2 separate regions of the Macaca mulatta genome follow, and region 2 is linked to region 1. A link is a contact called in public Hi-C data. All regions are on one chromosome and are shown on one strand. Each heading gives the region's core, a stretch centred on a gene start, on an enhancer-like site or on the middle of the called end of the contact. The rest is flanking DNA. Distances are from core to core; before and after follow the strand shown. Region 1 holds the start of EIF2B5 (eukaryotic translation initiation factor 2B subunit epsilon). Region 2 holds the start of PSMD2 (proteasome 26S subunit ubiquitin receptor, non-ATPase 2).

Region 1 (7,228 bases), core at 743-3,242:
GCCCGGCTAGTTTTTTGTATTTTTAGTAGAGACGGGGTTTCACCATGTTAGCCAGGATAGTCTCGATCTCCTGACCTCGTGATCCACCCGCCTCGGCCTCCCAAAGTGCTGGGATTACAGGCTTGAGCCACCGCGCCCGGCCAGATTCCCTAGTTTTCAAGATTTCAAAAAACATGTAAGTGCTCACTACATGCTTGGGACTGAGTTAGGCAGTGGGAATACAAAAATGACAAGGAACTCATTTATATCCTCGAAGGTGAGAACAAACAAGATTTAGAAACTCAGTGGGAAAACAAAGATGTTATCGTTGTAACTTCCATACTGAAGCCATTACATAAAAGCAAAGTCCACTGGGACCAAACTTTATAATGAGATTCAGAAAAAACCCAAGTTTATTCTTTAATCTTTGTCATAGAAAACCCAAGACAGACAGATACAAAGTTTCAGCTGCTCACCTCCTGATAAGTGTAAAAAATACCCTTAGAACTTACAATGACGTCTAAGTAGACACATTTTTCCCTTCTCACATTTCCCCTTAGTTATATTCATCCTGAAGAAACTGGAAAAAGATGGCGAAACATGGAAAGAAAAGAAGAAAAGTTGCAGGGCCTTACAGTAAATGTTCTTTGATTTGAGCAGCTTTCCAGCAACAAAAGACAAATGTTTCCTGTACACCTGTGGCAGTCAGGAATTCCAGAGTATAGTCAATTAATGCCACATTGGCCAGGGGCAAGAGGACCTGAAGGATAGAAGATGAAAAAAAATTGAGGTCTCGAATCCCTTTGGATACCCCACTGCAACAATTTTCACTCCTCTATTAATATTTCCAAATGGTGTAATTTTGCTGTATCTTTCCAATTCAAAGGTACACAGGTTCCTGCCTTTGATGTTCACGTCATGCTCTAAGCCTGAGTCTGAAACGTTGCAATTTGGGGATGGTAAGTACAGAATCTGTGTGCCTTGTATCAGACACAGAGCTGTGACAGAATGGCAGTTCACCGCTGGCAAAGGATAATACTGGAAATCAATCATATTTCCATAAATTTAAGCATTGCTAAGGCCTTCTTCCCCATAAGATTTCCTTCCTTGATCCCTTTCTAAGTGTCAGAGGTTAGCCATCTCCCGTCACTTTTCAAAAATGAACAGCCATTAGGCTTTTTCGAAAGAATTAGAGAGGATTTTCTTAAATCCCATGCAGTTCCCTCTCTCTGAACTGAGGGCTGCTGAACGACCCAGCTGAGTTCAATACTCCATTGTCTAGACAACTCGGGGGCTGATGGCAATCAACCACTAAACCCATTTTGTCCTTTCGACAGATAGCACCGGGTATCATTAGAACCTGGAGGGGGAAAAAAAAAGTACACTGACCGAGATCTAGCCTGTTCTTTTTAAGGCATATTACCGCCCTTTCAGAGGCAAAAGGTCGTTTCTTTTCACCTAAGCATCCGTCATCTGCAAGGTTAAAAGCGGCGCAGCCTCTTCCAGGGGCACTGAATCCCCGCGTGAAGACTTTCTCAAGCGCTGTTTCTACATTTAGCTCTCTTCATTCCTTTCAAACCCGAGGTGTACAGCATTACCAATGCCCAAATCTGCCGGCCACTAACTTGGTCAGCAGTCATCAGGGTTTAAGACAGTACCTCTGCCTCCTTCCTAACCACGTAAACTCGGTTTTAGGATAACAGTATGGACACAAGTCCTTCAAAGGCTTGCCGTAGTAGTTAGCCGAAAGGAGAACTTGCTCCAGCCCTGCCACACTTCCTGCCCTCTGGCTGCTCGCGTGCGCTGCGCTCACCCGAGGCTGGTCCTTGGAGATGGGGAAGAAGCGGCGATCGAAGCTATCGGCCACCAGAACTGCTTGTAGGGGCGGCGGCGGTTCCTCCTCCGCCCCTCTGGCTCCCCCGCCACCGCTGCCTCCCGGCCCCGCGCCGCTGCGCTTGTTGGCCCGACTAACCACCACACCAGGCGGCGCCACTACAGGGGCCGCCATCTTCTTCTCTCACGGCCACCACTTCCGCAAGGAAGCTGACACCGCACGCAATAAGGGACAAAAAGGATCCAGCACTTGAAATGCGATGAACTAATTAACGAAGGGAAGGAGGAGACGAGGAGGGAGCAGTGCGCATGCGTCTTCTGCGGGCGCCCACAGAGTTCTAGGTTGATCCCGGAGGCGCGAGGAGTGGGGACCGGTCGCGGTTGTCCCGGCCCCTGGAGGCGCAGGGTAGGGGTGGGGTCCCATAGACGTCAGACTCGGTCTGCAAGTATCGTCGGCCTTCATTTGTCTGTGAACAAGTCGAGATTCTTGCAGCGTGATAGGATTTGTGGTCGCCACGAAGGGGCCAGCTCCATCCGGAACCTGTAATCGTCCAGCAGTTTCCCCGCCCCGCGCATGTGAAATATGTAGCCCTCCGTATTCATTCTAGAAACTTCTGGGAACCCAGCGCCTTGGGGAGATGGAACCGAGCCAGATGTCCCCCCGCTGCGAGGAACTCAGAACCTGCATAGAGAAGGTGGCATATAGTAGGGAGACTAGTAATTCCATTGAGCGCTGATTTTGGGCTAGGCACGATACAAGCATTATCTCATTTAATTCGTCACATATCTCTGCAAAACATCTTATTCATTCGTTCAGCAAACATTTCTTGAACTCTCAGAAGGATGAAGGAAGTTTACCCATCTAGTAAGTGGAAGAACTGGTATTGGAACCCGATCTGTCAGACTGCAGAGTTCCACAATCTTGCTGCCAAGTTATGTGGGGATAACAATGACGATTTAATGTCATCTATTCATTCTTCCAGCCTATCATCCTCCTCTGTCTTAAGCAGAGTGGAGACAGGGGTGGATCCAGGCACACCAGTAAGTTGTACTGGCATTAAGCAGTAAGCTTTCTGGGCAGAGGAAAGTGCGGGCGTAAAGGTCCAAGGCTTGAAAAGGCGCAGCAGCACCTTTCTCTCTTTGGGGAAAGATGCGGGGGCTGCGGGGAATAAACCAACCCTGCAGAGGGGCGGGGCCGTGGGAAAGAGGTGGAACAAGGCAGGAAGCCTGGGCGTCATTTGGGAGGCAAGAAGCTTTTCTGTAAAGCATCGCGCCCTTTTTGCACGGGACCTGTCCAGGTTCCACGCCACAGGCTTCTGCAGTTCCTGCAAACTTCCCATCCCGCCCCGCGTTGCACGTCGGGATTTGAAGTTTGCGATGCTGAGCGTTGTTTCCACGTGGCGATTCCGACTTGACCCGTCGTGTCCCGGCGCTCGCCTCGTGGAACCGAGGAGTCTGTCATTTCTTCCCTGGTTAGGGTGCTGAACGAAAACCGTTTGATTTATCCTGGAAAAGGAAAGGCTGAAGGCAATTAAGTAAAAGTTTTCAATTAAATGAATGCACGTTGTAGAAAAGGAATGTTCAACTGCCTTACAAATCCAGAGGTAGAAATGGGGGGCGGGGGGAGGAATTAAATAGGACACACACACACACTCTTGGGGGGCAGGGTATGGAAAGTAGGTCCGATTGCAGCATTTATTTTAAATGATTCCCGCAACCTTGGGAAGTTGGGAAGTGGTGAATCCGCTGCCGAAAAGCATTTGTGCTTATGGTAAATCCAGGTCTTAAAATTCTGTAGACTGGTAGCTATATGGATATGATTTTAATAGATGAGTTTCAGGAAGACTCTCTCAAACTTTTTTTTTTTTTAAACTTACTTGAAATATATTGGAAACCACATATACATAATCTGTCTCACACACACTACGTAAAGAAGTAAAATTTCCTTTCCCCACTTCTTTCATCCTATCCAATCTGTAGAGTCATAACCATTCTTAATAATTTGATGGGTATTCGTTTCATTTCCTCCCTAAATTTGTATATCTCGAACTAGAGCTAGAGTGTATGCCTACACACACACACCCATACATATGTATTCAAATATAATATATGTATATCCACATGTATTCAAACACAGAATTATGTTTAGATAATTATGGTTATATGCTGGTATGTTAGAGCCAGACTGCCTGGCTTCCTTTCCAGACCCTAGATGGGTAACTTTGGGCAACTCAGCCTCTCTATGCCTGGACTTCATCTTTGAAACGGGATAATAATAATACTTATCCCATATGGTTCTTGTGAGAATTAAATGAAATAATATATGAAAAGCCCTTAGAACAGGCATTGACACATTGTGAAGGTAACGTAGCTATTTTGATAGTTATGCATTTTGTCTGCAACTTGATTTTTATTTAACATATGAGGGAATGTAGACAAACGTAGCAATTTTCAATGATTCCATTAAATTCCATAGCATGAATATACCATTGTTTATCCAACCATTTCTCTCTTGAGAAATATTGCAGATTTTTTTTGCAGTTTCTACGATTACACATAATGCCACAATAAACGTATTTCTACATATAGTCTTTATAAATTTGCATTTATTTCTTAGACTTTATTATTAGAGTAACTGGTTCAAATTGGATGTAATTCCCATGGCAGAGGGTACATTGTTGAACTCACTGGCAAGTCTGATGAGGCACTGGTGGAACTCATAGAGATATTGCTTAATTGCTCTCCCTGGACAATGTGTCATTTTGCACTTAAACCAGCAATGTATGAGAGTGCCTGTTTCCCCATAGCCTCACCAACAAAGTATTTTGTCAATAGTTTGGATTTTCTACCAATCTATAAAGGAAAATAAGTGTATTTTTAATTTGCATTTATCTATTTCAGTGAGGTTGAACATTTTTTTTCATATATTTGGTCAACTGCCAGTTCTGGTTCTTTTTCTTTTCTTTTCTTTTCTTTTTTTTTTTGAGACAGAGTCTCACTCTGTCACCCAGGCTGGAGTGCAGTGGCGCGATCTTGGCTCACTGCAACCTCCGCCTCTGAGGTTCAAGTGATTTTCCTACCCAGGCCCCCCTGAGTAGCTGGGATTACAGGCTCACGCCAGCATACCTGGCTAATTTTTGTATTTTTAATAAAGATGGAGTTTCGCCATGTTGGCCAGGCTGGTCTCAAACTCCTGACTTCAGGTGATCCACCTGCCTCGGCCTCTCAAAGTGCTGGGATTACAGACGTGAGCTACCACACCCAGCCTCTTTTTCTTTTCTTTTCTTTCTTTCTTTTTGCTTGGAAACAGGGTTGTGCTCTGTTGCCCAGGCTGGAATACAGTGGCACAATCATAGTTCACTGCAGCCTCAAACTCCTGGGTTCAAGCAGTCCTTCTTCCTCAGCCTCCAGAGTAGTTGGGACAACAGGCACCTGCCACCACACCTAAGTTTTGTAGTTTTTGTAGAGATGGGGTCTTTCTGTGTTGCCCAGGCTAGTTCTGTTTCTTTCTCTGAATTTAGATTTCAAAATGAGTCTTGAATATGAAATCAGTTTAGAATATAAGCTCTGTAGGCTTTCTGTTTATTTTATTCACTACTATAGCCCAGGTGTCTAGAAGAGTAACTGGTACAAGGCAGATGCTCACTAAATATTTGTTGAATGAATGACTGGTTGTTGCTAGTCAGTAACTGAGTATGTGATCAACTGTAGACAAACAAAAGTAATTCCTGACTCTCCCAAGGCTGAGGCTCTTTTTAAAAGATTATGGTAAAAATACAACAGAACATAAAAGTTATCATCTTAACAATTTTTTAACCTTGGCATGGAAAATTGATTGAAGTTAGCCATTTTTAAGTATACAACTCTGTAGTGTTACTCACGTTCACGTTGTTGTGCTATCATCACCACTATCCATCTGCAGACCTCTTTTCATTTTGTAAAACTGATACTCTGTACCCATTAAACACAATCCTCATTTCCCACTCAGCCCAGCTCCTGGCAACCACCGTGCCACTTTCTGTCTCTATGAATTTGACTGCTCTAGGTCCCTCATATAAGAGGACTCACATAGTATTTACTTTTTTTGTATCTGCCTTATTTCACTTAGCATAATGTCTTCAAGATTCATCTATATTGTTGCATGTTTCAGAACTTCCTTCCTTTTAAGGGCTAAATGATAATCCACTGTAGATACCACATTTTATTTATCCTTTTATCTGTCAATGGACACTTTGGTTGCTTCCACCTTTTGCTATTGCGGATAATGCCAATATGAACATGATTGTACAAATATCTGTTCCAGTCCCTGCTTTCACTGAAATAAATGGAACTACTGTATCATGTGGTAATTCTACATTTAATTTTTTGAGGAATTGCCATACTTTTTTTTGTTTTTCTTTTTGTTTGTTTGTTTGTTTTTGAGATGGAGTCTCTGTCACCCATGCTGGAGTGCAGTGGTGCGATCTCAGCTCACTACAACCTCCACCTCCCAGGTTCAAGCAATTTTCCTGCCTCAGCTTCCCTAGAAGCTGGGATTACATGTGCACACCACCACGCCCAGTTCATTTTTGTATTTTTAGTACAGATGGCGGTTTCACCATTTTGGCCACGGTGGTCTCAAACTCCTGACCTCAGGTGATCCACCTGCCTTGGTTTCCCAAAGTGCTGGGATTACAAGCGTGAGCCACTGTGCCTGGTCCCCATTTTTTGAGACAGGGTCTTGCTCTCTCGCCTAGGTTGGAGTGCAGTGGTGCAGTCATGGCTCACTGTAGCCTCAAACTCCTGGAATCAAGCGATCCTCCTGCCTCAGCCTCCCGTAGTGCTAGGATTACAGGCATGAGTCACCACACTCAGCTGCCATATATGTATTTTTTACAGCAGATGCACCATTTTACATTCCCACCTACAGTGAACAAAGGTTTCAATTTCTTCACATTCTTAGTAACACTTCTATTTTTCTTTTTCTTCTTTTTTTTTGAGACAGAGTCTTGTTCTGTTGCCCAGGCTGGAGTGCAATGGTGTGATCTCGGCTCACTGCAACCTCTGCCTCCCAGGTTCAAGCGATTCTCCTCCCTCAGCCTCCCGAGTAGCTGAGATTACAGGCATGTGCCACCATACCTAGCCAATTTTTCTATTTTTAGTAGAGGCAGGGTTTCACCATGTTGGCCAGGCTGGTCTCAAACTCCTAACCTCAAGTGGTCCGCCCGCCTCGGCCCCCAAAGTGGTGGGATTATAGGCGTGAGCCACTGCACCCGGCCTGTTTTCTTCTAACTTTAAGTGGCACTTTTCCCCTTCCAAAATTCTACTCATAAATATATTAAAATAATGGTAGGATATGTCCCTTTCAGGGTACCCTTGATACGTATATAAGAGCTGGCCTTTTCTAGGCACTGCTAAAAAGCCAGGGCTCTGGTGA
Region 2 (7,248 bases), core at 2,959-5,458, 170 kb before region 1:
AGCCATTTGTTGCCATCATCTGTTAGCAGCTTGTCTTGGCCAAAAGCTGCATTCACAAAGCCATTCACAAAAGAGGAGGCCAGGTTCATGCGGGCAGAGTCCACCTGAGAGCCACTGCCCCCAAACCCTGCAACAGGAGGGAGAGGAAAGAAGGTTTCAGCTAGGACAGGAAAGAAACACAGCATGGCAGCTGGTTTCTGGTTCTGAACTAGTCCTTTAGTATCCTCTACCTATACCCCCAAGCAGTGACCTGAAAAAAAGTTCATGGGGATTCTGAGCTCAGTAGGATAAGCATGTTGGCCAAGCCATCACTCCCAATACAAGGGGCGTAACTACAATCCCCCAACTCCCATACACAGAGAGGGATACTCACTGTTGTTCTCTAGGTGGGTTTTGTAGATGTCATCAGGCACCTTGGGCTCCATGATGTCCAGCTGAAGAGAAGTCAGAGGGTCACAACTGCTCCCCTAGAACTCCCCCAGCTGTCCCTTCTGCTATCCCACTGAATGGCAATTCTAATCAAGGAGAGTCTAGTCAGAGGTATAGTCGGCGAGGTGAAATGGCAGGTAGAATTATGATAAAAAGGCCTTGATGAAAAAAGGGCAGTCTCACCTCCCGAGCTAAGGCCAAGAAGTTGCTGTTGAGCTGTACATTGGACATGATCTCTGTCAGGTCCTCATACTCCTCAACGTCTTCACTTAGCTCCAGGAACACCCCATGCCGGCCTAGCATGAATGCCATCTGTTTCTGTACTACCCTGTGGAGAGAGTCCGTACATCTGCTCACCACTGCCCACTAAGGGCACAGGAAAACCCCTCAAGCCCTAACCAGAAACTACAAGTCCCAGCTCTTTATGCAAATGTCCTATTCGTGAGCTTATCTCTTTGCCAACTTCTTCCCTACATACACATCCTTGCAGGAGGTGAAGATGTCTTCTACCAACTCCATGTCATTGAGCATCAATGCCAATCTCAGAGCTTCAGGGAACCGGCTAAACTTTCGGAACACACCCAGGGCACAACGCAGTAGGGCTGAGTTCTCAGGCTCAGGCACATAATTCACACAACTACAAAAGTAAAAGTAACAAAGAATTCAGAAAGTGCCAGGCACTCATTTTCCCCATTGAATTCACTTACCCAAAATAAATAATGAATACCTACTACACACCAGGCACTGTGCTAGATGTTAGTACTAAGAAGACACAAAGTCTCTGTCCTCAAGAAACTCAGACATCAACAGATTAACTACAGCGTGATGCTATGCTTGAGCAAATGCTCTGGGAAAATAGAGGAGGCACAATTGAGAGAGAGAGAGGTGCTGAGGAGGGCATGCCTGCCACCCATCCCTATCATGTTCACTCACCTGGTAAGATAAAGGCAGACCTTTGCGTATGCATTCTCATCAATGTCCTTCTCGAGCATGTCCACCTGCTCAATTTCCATAAGCAGGTCACAGGCCTCATGCTCTGCATTGTGGGCCATGTTGTAGGGGACAATTTCCTTCACCAGAGTGAGCAGTGGCTCCCGCTGGACCTTCTCCGCGTCATCCAGCTCCTGCCACTCCTTAGCCACTTCTCCTGCCAGATGCCTACAGATACGCCCAGACGATTAAGGGAGCACAGCTTCAGGGGAAGCACTTCTCTGTGGGTCAAGGAATCCAGTGTCTGGGAAATTCAATACACTGATACTCCAAGACAGATGGTTCTCCACAAGAGAATTCTGAATTATCTCAGAGCCTCAGAGGCCCCCTTCAGATTCCCAAGAAGAAAGATCTTACCTGACATACTCATGACCCCATGATGCCAATTCCTCCTGGGAGCCCACTAGCCGATACTTGAGGCACTCGCGCTCCCCACTCATGGTCATGGCCAAAACAGAGATGATGTCAGCAGCAAAACGCTATAAAGAAAACAGTCCTTTGAAGTCAAACCCAACAGTCCAGCATAAAGGGAACATGCCTTGTGGAATCAAGATCGTTATCTCCAAAATTTAACTATTAACTATATACCAATCTCTGTACTAGAAATTTAACACGTTATCTAAGCTAAACCTCACAAAAACCAAGGTTGGTGTTGCTATCTCCATTTTTTTTTTTTTTTTTTTTTTGAGATGCAGTTTCGCTCTCAGGATGGAGTAATGGAGTGCAATGGTGCGCTCGGCTCACTGCAACCTCTGCCTCCAGGGTTCAAGCAATTCTCCTGCCTCAGTCTCCTGAGTAGCTGGGATTACAGGTGCCCACCACCACACGCAGTTAATTTTTTTTTTTTTTTGTATTTTTAGTAGAGACAGGGTTTCACCATGTTGGCCAGGCTGGTCTCAAACTCCTGACCTCAGGTGATCCACCCCTCGGCCTCCCAAAGTGCTAGGGTTACAGGTGTGAGCCACCACACCCAGCCACTATCTTCCTTTTAAACTAACACAGCTGAAGGGTGATAAACAAGGGATAATGTGGAGAAAAATGGAGGCTCTCAATTTTACTTTAATGGCAATTATAAACGATTAAAAGGTTTTAAGCAGAAAAGACCCATAACTGAGAAAGATCACAATAGCTGCTACATAAGAGACAGACTGTGTAGGAACAAAGGACAAAAGCAACATCAGTTAAGCGGTGCTGCAATAGCCCATGCGAAAACTGAACATTTCCAGGATGAGGGTTGTACCAGCAAGCACAGAAGTGACTGAATGTGGAACATATTTTAGAGATAAATGAATGTGCATGGGATAGAAGGAAAGAGAAAAACCAAGATTAAACATAAGTTAAAAATAAACCATTATAATGAAACCCCAAAGTCCAACACAAATAACAGAAACGGTGTCTTCTGAGAAGTTGATTTTCCTTTCAGCTCTTTTATGGATATTTTGACTGTGATGAACTCTGCTCAAATAGATCAGGGCTTAGGTCTATCAGGCTGCCTGTGACTCACAATGAGCCCCCCCATGGTCTGGGTAAAAAGGAATTCCTAAACTAGGCCTCCACCAGGTTTGAAACTGTTTTACCTTATTCTCCCCAGGGGCCATGTTCTCATAGATTTCCTTCAGTTTGCCATAGTGTGGACGCAGAAATTTGAGAGGCTTGGGCACTGAAGTCATGGAAGTTGTAGAAGAACGAATTTGCCTTCGCAATTCCTCCAGCGCTGGTCGATACAGGGATGTGTCCTTCTCCTGATCAAGAGAAGACAGGGCTCAGACAAAAAGGAGTCACACCCCTTCAAGTCATAATACAGAGATATTTAACTTAACAACTCCTCCAAGGAAATAGCCGTGTCTTATTCATTCATCTGTGATTCCTCAACTCCCTGCACCCTGCCTGGCACAAAAACAAATGACCCAAGTTAAGAGTTAAGAACTCTGCTTCTCCCACAAGAGAAAGCTGCAAAACTGCACGAATACCCTTTGTAACTCTCCTGCCTCCCAACATCATCATAACACTGACTCTAAAATACAGTCCACCGCACACAGCAGTTGCCTCAAAACAGAATAAAACAAACAAGTGGGAAAGATCCAAACATGTCCGAATCGTGTTAACATCGTGACTCACCCCCAGTCGTTCCACGAGCATCTCCAGTTCATCTTGAAGCTGTTTGTCCTCCTCAGACTGGAGGGTTGGGAGAAGCAGCTCATTAAGAGAAGGAATCCCAAAGACGTCCTCCTCCCACTTACCCGGGGCAGGTGGAGAATAAGCCTGCCTTCTTAGGAGGGGCCAGGTGGGCAAGGAAACAGTGGGAATAGGAAGCTCTGGTGGGAAATCAGCCTGGGTTCTGAACGAGGCTCTACTTGAAAGCCACTCTAGGAAACGGAGGTGACAATGACCCGCCCGAGTCCACCTCACGCGGCGGTGGTGAGGGTTGGTGGAGACGGCGGAGGTGACAGCGCGGAACGGAGAATGAGGAGCAGAGAGGCAGGGTGCCGGGAGTCCCGAGGGTCGCCCCAACCGCCCTCTCCCTGGTGCGGTGGGGTCGTTGGGTGTCGGGCCTGAGGCCTGTGGAGCCGCCGTGACTCAGCCCCGCGGCCTCCTCCGCCGGCTCTTGGGGTCGCGCCTCACCAGCTCCTGTTCTTTGTCCTTGTCCCCAGCATCCCGCCGCTCCTTGCCGCTTGGCTTCTCGTCCGTGCCGCCGGGGGCCGCCGCTGGGGGCTGCTGGGGCTGCACCGGCGCCTTGTCCCGGCCTCCCTCCTCCATCTCCGCCGCCACTGCCGGCCCGCTGCGCGCGCACCCGCTCGCACCGCCCTTTTTCCCAGACCGCCTCGCGCGCGTCGGCCGCGGCGCCCCTCCTCCTCCAGAGGCCACCCGCGACCGGAAACGCCGGGGCGAGCCGGGGGCGCTCGGCGACCCATCCACCCACATGGCCTGAGAGCCCCGCCCCCTGACCCCGCCCTCGGAGGCAGGCGGAGACTACAATTCCCAGCCTCCCTCGCGCCATAGGCACTCCTGGTCCCCGACCTCTTCGGAGTTTCCTGCATCCAGCGGGACTTCGCCGTGTGGCGTTTGGGTACGCTCGCTGCCGTAGATGGGCGGTTTGCGACCCGAGATACCGAGTTTTCCTTGGCCATAGGTTTTTCTCATAACGGTGTAAATAGAACCCACAGTGACACTCCAGTTGGCTGCGTGGCGCGACAGACAAAGTAGATTTCTTGAAGTCCAGGACGCTTGATTGCCGCCTGTATAAAGTCTGTGTAACTGTGTCTAGCCCACTGTGAAATATTAACTTCATTTGTCTTTGTTATTGTTGTTGTTGCTTTTGAGGAGACTCGCTGTCTCGCCCAGGCTGGAGTGCAGTGGCGCCATCTCAGCTCACTGCAACCTCCCCATACCGAGTTCAGGCGATTCTCGTGCCTCAGCCCAATAGCTGGGATTACAGGCGCCCGCCACCAAGCCCAGCTAATTTTTGTATTTTTTAGTAGAGATGGGGGTTTCACTATGTTGGCCAGGCTGGTCTCGAACTCCTGACCTCAAGTTATCTGCCTGCCTCGGCCTCCCAAAGTGCTGGAATTACAGACATAAGCCACTGTGCCCGGCCTGGAACTGTGTCTTATTCATCTTTATGCTCCTAGCCTCCAGCCTAGTGCCTGGCTTGTGGTAGGCCTTGATAAATGTTTGCAGAATACAGGCATGCGTGAATGAATGAATGAATGAATGAATGAATGAATGAATGGCTTTGTATTCATCTTCAGGCCATCTTTGTGTATAATAATGACCCACTGGGGGCTGTCTTTGGAGGCTAGAACTAGGCATTGGAAAATCATCAGGTTTCTACATTTGCGAATCATGACAGACCCACTAAAACTTTTTTTTTTTTGAGATGGAGTCTCCCTCTGTCGCCCAGGCTGGAGTGCAGTGGCGCGATCTCGGCTTACTGCAACCTCCGCCTCCCAGGTTCAAGCGATTCTTCTGCCTCAGCCTCTCAAGTAGCTGGGGATTACAGTCACGTACCACCACGCCTGGCTAATTTTTGTATTTTTAGTGGAGACAGGGTTTCACCGTGTTTGTCAGGCTGGTCTCGAACTCCTGACGTGGTGATCCGCCTGCCTTGGCCTCCCAAAGTGTTGGGATTACAGGTGTGAGTCACTGCGCCCGGCTTATTAACCTCATTTGATATTCTTACTCAGTTGAAAGAGAGTACTCTGCTATTCCCGTGGCTACCATTTTAAATACTTTGGGGAGCCAGGTGGAGTCGAAATCGATCAATAAAGCCCTGTGCTCCCCGCCAAGTTCTGGAGTTAAAAGCAGAACAAGACAAGGTCTTCCTCCGCTATCTTCTCGTCTTTCCCTGTGCAGTCTTAGAGGAGCGTGACTGACCCGCTTATGTCAGGACTGCTTTTGAGTGAGTCCATGCACTTCTTACAACCTTTTGAGATTGGTAGGGTTAGGTCCATTTGACAGAGGAGATCATATCAAGTAGTAGAATGAGGATTTATTTTTTATTTTATTTATTTATTTATTTTGAGAAAGTGTTTCTCTTCTGTTGCCCAGGCTGGAGTGCAATGGCGCAATCTCGGCTCACCACAACCTCCGCCTCCCGGGTCCAAGCGATTCTCCTGCCTCAGCCTCTCAAGTAGCTGGGATTACACATGTGCCACCACGTCCAGCTAATTTTTGTATTTTTAGTAGAGACAGGGTTTCTCCCTGTTGGTCAGGCTGGTCTCCAACTCCCGAACACAGATGATCCGCCCACCTCAGCCTCCCAAAGTGCTGGGATTACAAGCGTGAGCCACCGCGCCTGGCCGAATCAGGATTTAAAGCTCAGTCTTCCAGTCTTCAAAGCCCTCGACTGTTTTAGGCAAACCCCAAAGTTTCTTCTTTTTTCTCTTTTTGAGACGGAGTCTCGCTTTGTTGCCCAGGCTGGAGTGCAGTGGAGGGATCTCGGCTCACTGCAAGCTCCGCCTCCCGGGTTCACGCCATTCTCCTGCCTCAGCCTTTGGAGTAGCTGGGATTACAGGCACCCGCCACCACGCCCGACTAATTTTTTGTATTTTTAGTAGAGACGGGTTTTCACCATGTTAGCCAGGATGGTCTGGATCTCGTGACCTCGTGATCCGCCCGTCTTGGCCTCCCAAAGTGTGCTGGGATTACAGGTCTGAGCCACTGCGCCCGGCTCAGAGTTTCTTCTTCGGCTGTGTGTGTGTGTGTGTGTGTGTGTGTGTGTGTGTGTGTAAGGTGAGGAAAAAAAGGAAGTAACTCTTCTCCCCTTCACCTAGTGGGAACACTCAGGAGTCTTCTAGGAATCTTATTTTATGGGTTCTGACACATTGAAGAGTGAAAGACACCTAGTACAACATAGCACTGAATGAATGTTGGCTAAATGTTCGTGTAGATACAGAAGTAAAGGTCTGAATCCATTTTAAATACCTGTTGCTCTTTTCCACTCAGTGTTTGGATTCTAGGCATGACCTTCCATTGCCATTGCCGATGACTCCCCCATCGCTGGTCTTTAGACAAAAATTCAACAGTCCATAACTGTTCTGCCTATTCTATCTCTGGCTTCACGGTGTCCATACATTTTCACTTTCTTCAGTCATCTGTAGAGGGATTTTTTTCTAAATCTCCTCTTTATCCATGACTTCTTTTTTTTCTTTTCTTTCTTTTTTTCTTTCTTTCTTTTTTTTTTCTGAGACGGAGTCTTGCTCTGTTGCCCAAGCTGGAGTGCAATGACGCGATCTTGGCTCACTGCAACCTCCGCCTCCTGGGTTCAAGTGATTCTCCTGCCTCGGCCTCCCGAGTAGCTGGGATTATAGGCACACGCCAACTTGCCCA

What was found. Hi-C and Micro-C count contacts between places; a contact is called where the count stands out from the background.
Region 2: a Hi-C map of CD4 T cells shows a contact between it and region 1, with 2.9 times the contacts expected there. The contact joins the promoter of PSMD2 here to the promoter of EIF2B5 in region 1. A contact is called at or near these places in 3 of 14 Hi-C or Micro-C datasets (CD4 T cells, fetal cortex germinal zone and liver).

What each region holds. Positions count from the first base shown.
Region 1 is chr2:96,265,205-96,272,432 of T2T-MMU8v2.0, reverse strand. EIF2B5 (eukaryotic translation initiation factor 2B subunit epsilon) reads right to left here and starts at 1,992. Exons shown (of 16, transcript NM_001266121.1): 1 at 1,793-1,992; 2 at 615-739. The coding sequence starts at 1,987. It overlaps LOC144339076 (a long non-coding RNA gene), which reads left to right and starts at 2,115. Exons shown (of 4, transcript XR_013413733.1): 1 at 2,115-2,186; 2 at 2,652-2,677; 3 at 2,796-2,853; 4 at 3,111-4,398.
Region 2 is chr2:96,436,331-96,443,578 of T2T-MMU8v2.0, reverse strand. It overlaps PSMD2 (proteasome 26S subunit ubiquitin receptor, non-ATPase 2), which reads right to left and starts at 4,208. Exons shown (of 21, transcript XR_013413716.1): 1 at 4,042-4,208; 2 at 3,538-3,594; 3 at 2,997-3,161; 4 at 1,777-1,898; 5 at 1,363-1,587; 6 at 908-1,066; 7 at 613-757; 8 at 374-434; 9 at 1-127.